Regions from separate parts of the Oryctolagus cuniculus genome. Here region 2 is linked to region 1. Evidence: chromatin contacts called from public Micro-C data. All regions are on one chromosome and are shown on one strand. The core of a region is the stretch at or near the end of the contact, and the rest is flanking DNA. Distances in the headings are between cores, read along the strand shown.

Region 1 (2,700 bases), core at 85-2,584:
AGGAAGGGGCTTGTTCTTCTCCACCTGTCCTCTCCCCTCTGATGCTTAGGGGAGCCTGGAAGAGAGAAGGAAAGGGGGAAGAGAAGGAAAAGGCGTGTGGGGGCAGACGGAGCGGGCAGCTTCCACGAATGGACTTTGTGTTCAGCCGTGTACCTGTGCACACAGCCCACCTGGCCCTCCCTGGAGCTTGCATCCTGAGGTCAGAATCCACAGCAGATCTCGGGATCCTGGAGCAAGAACCGTCTACAGGGGAGTATGGCCGGCCGTCAGCAAGTGCGGCAAGGCAGGGCGAGGCGGGCAGCAGTCAGCCTGCGCTGTCGCAGCCGGGACGTGCAAACTCCAGTCTCGGTTCTGCCCCCTGAGAGCTGGTCTTGAGCACGTACATCTGCTCCGCGTCTCTGTTTCTGTCTGAAATGTCAGCAGCTTGGTCTTGCGGGCGTGCAAGGGGCCGTGGCTTTGGTCTGGCAGTGCAGGGGCAGCTCCGCCCTCCTCTCGTGAGCCCTGAGAGCCGGTAGTTCAGGCAGGCTGAGGACAGGTGAAGATCAGAGACCAGGACGTGTTGGCAGCCATCCCGTCCATCCTCCTGCATCGGGAGGAAAAGCAGAGGCTCCTGAGGGGGACAGATGTGACGGGATCAAATATGCACCTGTGCCAGCCTTGAGACTGGGTGGCTCGGCAGGCATCTGCCCCCGGCCCTGTCCCTCCTTTCCCTGCCATTAGCTGGTGTGAACTTGGCCACACACAACTAGGAAGGAAAGCTGTTTGGGCCAGGAAATGGTGCTTTTCCTGCCTGGCTGTTTTCTCAGCCCCAGCCCCCCCCAGGCGCTGGAGGGCTGATCCGAGGGCAGAGGAGAGAGGAGGAGGAGGACGATGGTGACGTCGTTGTCACCGGCCCACCCTCCGTGCCTCCCTCCTACTCTTCTTGCTGGGGGGGTTGACTCAGGGCTGCCGGACAAGCTTTCCGCTGGGAACGGTGACTGCATGCATGCAGGAAGGGCCCTGCCTGGACAAGTTTCTCAGGGCCTGCGAGGCAGAGGCCGCCTCTGTCCCCGTGGGAAGGGGACCCTCGGACACCAGCCCCAGTCTGGGTGCTGACAACGCCGAGCAGAGGCTGAGCTGAGCCGCCGGGCGGGGTCGTGCCCAGGCCCTCCTCCCATCCCGGCCTGCTGTTCCCTTTTGGGTCCTGACATTTCTCCCAGGCACACACCAGCACATGACAATGAATCTGAGCCCCTCCGGGTCCCCACAGCCGGTCTCAGCTGTCAGTCACCAGATCCCCCACACCTGTTCTAGGCACAGCCTGTGAGCTGCCCACCCGCATGCACAGCTATGAATAGGGTGGAGGGGGGGAGCAAGGGGCATTCAGAGGGCAGGCAGTGGGGGGCAGGGGCTTCCTCTTTCCCTGGGCTGGGAAAGTCAGAGCTAAGCCTGTTTGGAGGAGGTGCTTGGAGGGGGCAGGGGATACAGGGTGGACAGGAGAGGCCTGAAGGGTGGCACCAGAGCCGTGATGGGGTTGCAAGTAGGATCCAGCCCCGGGGACATGAGGTGCTTTGGGTGGGTGTCAGGCCAGCCACTCCTAGGTAGATGCAGCACTGCCTGAGGTAGGTTCTGGTGCCGGCTTTGACCCTCTGTCCCTCCTCCCTCTCCCTCTCTCATCCCCCCCTTCCTGCCTGCCCCTCCCCTGCTTCCCCGCTGGGCCACCAGCTCCTTGGTACTTGCCCTCCCATTTATAAATTCCTTGAGAGCAGAAACAGTGTCAGCCTCAACCTCTTTGGGCCCCCACTGCCCCTAGCAGGGCTGGGCTGGGGCTGGATAAACAGTGACTGAGTGGCTGGGAGGGCCCAGTGACTGGGAGAGGTGATGATGAAGTCCCTGAGTGTTATTGGAGCTGGGGGCGGGGCTGGGATGTGAAGACTCCCTGGGTGAGTAGGTTCCTCGGTTTTGACCAGGGGTGCTTGCTCCGCTCACCTGGCGCCACCCAGAGGCAAGAGGTTGAATAGCCTCATGTAGCATTTATTAAATGCTACGTGGCCCCAGTATGTGGCGCTGCCGAGAGCTTAGTTCTTGTTTTTATTCTGTTTTTTTTTTCAGTAGTATTTGTCTTTTTTTTTTTTTTTAAGATTTATTTTATTTATTTAAAAGACAGAGTTACAGGGAGAGGTAGAGACAGAGAGAGAGGACTTCCATCTGCTGGTTCACTCCCCAGATGGCCACAACGGCCGGAGCTGCGCCGATCCGAAGCCAGGAGCCAGGAGCTTCTTCTCTGTCTCTCACGTGGGTGCAGGGGCCCACGCACTTGGGACATCTTCTGCTGCTTTTCCCAGGTCATTAGCAGGGAGCTGGATTGGAAGTGAAGCAGTTAGAACTCAAATCAGTGCCCATATGGGATGTAGATGTTGCAGGTACTGCCTCAACCTGTTATACCACAACGCTGGCCCCTCCAGAAACTTAAAATTTTTAAAAAATTTATTAAGGGATGGTGTTGTGACTCGGTGCCACAGCTGCCATGGTTGTGACACCAGCTTCCTGTATCGGAGCGCCAGTTCAAGACCCGGCTGCTCTGCCTCCCATCCAGCTCCCCGCTCATACGTCTGGAAAGGCAGTGAAAGATGGGCCCAGTGCTTGGGCTCCTGCCACCCACCTGAGACCATGACAGCGTTCCAGGCTCCTGGCTGCAGCCTGGCCCAGCCCTAGCAGTGG
Region 2 (2,700 bases), core at 77-2,576, 61 kb before region 1:
CCTCCACATGCGGGCTGCTGGCTTCAAAGCCTTCCCCCGGCAAGACTGGATACTGGGTCCAGTGCCGCAATTCTTTCTTTCGGAATACCTCTCGGGTAAACCACCTGGACACTTCGAGCCTGCCCTGGGAGCATTCTCTGCCTCCCTGTCTTCAACATCCATTATGCACTTTCCCATCCCAGACACCATGCTGGTGCCGGGTGAAAGATAAGATAAATCAGACATTTGCCCCGTCTTCAAGGAAGTTTCTGTTTGGGAAAGGAGATAAGATCAGACCAGCACTGCAAAAACAAGGTTAGGGGATTATTGCTCCAGAAAGGTTAGATTTGATTTTGGAGTGGGGGGTGGGGACCAAAAGTCCATTGGCCTCCGGTCTCCCGGCAGAGTGGCTACGTGACAGGAGCGGGCTGGAGTTTGCTCTGGGGATGTGCGCCCAGGAGCGCGCTGTCTCCGGCACAGGCTGGATTTCTCCGGCACAACTTGTTTAAAAGGCAGAGTCGCGCTTCAGGGTGCCGCTCCCCACCTCGGGACGCGGTCTTCCCCGCTCTGGCTGAGCCGGCATCTGGGAACAGCCTCCCAGACTCGCAGATGCGCTGAGTATTTATTCACTAACTGAACCCACCGGGCGGCTCGCGCCCCGCCACACGGACCTCACAGGGCGCCCCCTCTCCGACTTGCTCGCTCAGGGTAGCGGCAGGTTTGCAGACCCCTCCTCTCCCACCCCCAGCGGGGAGCCTCGAGGGGCAGACGCCGCGGAGGGAGCCCCGGCGGCGGCGGAGCTGCAAGCGCCGCCAGCCGTTCCCGCTTCCTGGCTCGCGGCGCAAGTGTCCTTCGATGGGAGCCGCGGGGAAGGGAGCAGCCCTTCCTGCGCGGCGGGCCCCCGCCCCCGCCCCGGCCCTCAGTCCCCGGGACCCCGACCCCGGCGGAGAGGACGGTGTTCCGTGCCTGGGACGCGGGGTCAAGCCCCCGCCGCTGCAGCGAGGAGGCGGAGGGCCAGGCGTAGGCGAGGGGTCGGGCCGGCCCCCTCCCCCGCCCGCCGGCCCCGCCCCGCCCCGCCGCCCGGCCCGGCCCGGCCCGGCCGCCCCCTCGCGGGCGTCCCAGTCTCCTCCCCGCAGGGCCGCTGGTGGGGCCGCCACTCCCTCCGGCTGCCTCCCTCAGCCGCGCGCATCTCATTCCAGCCCTCATTCCGCGCATTCCTGGCGTCCTCCCCGCGAACTCCCGGCCAGCGGTGGGAGGGCCCGCAGCTCCCGGCTCCGCCGCCGCCGCCGCCGCCGCGCCGCCGCGTCCCCGTCAGGTGAGTGGCGCGGCCGCCCTCCCGGCCGCGCGCCCCCCGCCGGCCCCGCCGCGGATCGCGGGGTTCCTGGCCGCCGCCAGCCCTCGCGCCGCGAGCCTGCCGCTCCCGCTTGACTCACTCCGCCAGGAATCGGGATCCCCGTGCCTTCCCGTCAGTCCCGTTCTGGGAAGGCTCCTCCCTCAGCGCGCGCCGCTCGGCGCCCCGGGCCGCCGCCTGCCCCTGCCCCTGCCCGCCGGCCGGCCGGCGCGGGGCCGGGCCGTCCCGGGCTCCGCCGAGCGCGGCCGCGTGGGAGCTGGCGTGGCGCACGCACCTCGGCTTCCCCCGCACCCGCGGGCCGGTGAGGCCGGGGAGCACGGCGGCCCGGGACTGTGCAGGAGTTTGCCGGAGGGCGGCCGGCGGGGCGGGAGCAACTCTCTCCGGAGCGAGACTGGAAAAGCCGCGCGCACGTGTCTGGGGAGTGGGGCAGACGCCAGGGATTCGCAGGGGGCGGGGGTCCAAGTTGCTGAAAGGACCGGAGAGAGAGGGCGCACCGAGAACGCGGCTCCAGAAAAGACCCCAGAGCGCGTTGCCCCCTTTCTGCTGGGCCCTTTTTGGGCCTGGAAGACAGCGCTGGAGGAAGGTGTAGTGACTGTTCCACGGGGTGAGAAACTCTGAAGTTCGGTGATGGGGGCTAGCAGACCAAAGGAGAACTGTGACTCTTAGCGCCTGCTTCGCCAGCCGGCAACCCAAACGCGCGCTTCTGTGCGCTTGCATGAGTGGGGAGAAGGGGGGTCCCTTGGCAGATCGGGGTTCACTGGCGAGCGAGTTCGTGGGCTGCCCTTCGGGGGTGCGGGTAACAGCGTGCCTCCCAGGTGTGCGTGTGTGTTGAACCTGAGCCACAGCGTGTGTCTGTCCCTGCTGGACTGTGGTGCGGTGTGTCTGAGCCAGGGGGGCGGTGGGTTAGGTGTGTGTTTCCGCTCCTACTGCCTGCACAGCCTGGGCGGAGACCACGTCTCTGGTTGTCCTGGCGTGCTTCAGAAAGTGCATGGGAAATGAAACCAAGAGAAAAGTTTATTTCGGTGCAAAACATTTCTCCCCCTGAAATTCATGCATATTAAGGGCTCTTTTAAAGGTTCGTGGAAAAATGCCTATTATGAAAAGATTGCTGGAATTTCAACTTTTTTTTCTGTACTGAAATAAACTTACTTTTTAAAAATTCCCCCCCCCCCCCATAAGCTTTTTGAAGCACAAGGATCCTTTGAAGTGTGGTGCTGGAGTGTGTGGACCTCCAGGCTGCCTTCTCCCTGGGGGACTGGCCAGAGGTAGGAGTAGAGCTGGCGACACCTGTCCCCTGCAGGCAGTTGGCCTGCCAGTGGGTGGACCCTGTTTGGTTGTTTTGTTTCTGCCTGTTGGAGGAACAAGCCGGG

The links. A called contact is a pair of places that touch in the nucleus more often than the background predicts.
Region 2: a Micro-C map of ear pinna shows a contact between it and region 1, with 3 times the contacts expected there. The contact joins the promoter of TEAD4 here to the enhancer-like site in region 1. A contact is called at or near these places in 3 of 6 Hi-C or Micro-C datasets (ear pinna, psoas muscle and an unstated tissue).

What each region holds. Positions count from the first base shown.
Region 1 is chr9:106,310,970-106,313,669 of mOryCun1.1, reverse strand. The region is part of intron 9 of TEAD4 (TEA domain transcription factor 4); the gene reads left to right. Among named protein-coding and RNA genes, the nearest start is that of TSPAN9, 34 kb to the right of the region's middle. Within about 2 kb of position 1,334, at least 4 of the 8 cell types and tissues checked have an H3K27ac peak or open chromatin away from gene starts, as enhancers often do. A contact at or near this core is called in ear pinna, where this site is marked.
Region 2 is chr9:106,372,112-106,374,811 of mOryCun1.1, reverse strand. TEAD4 (TEA domain transcription factor 4) reads left to right here and starts at 1,326. Exons shown (of 13, transcript XM_070049368.1): 1 at 1,326-1,934.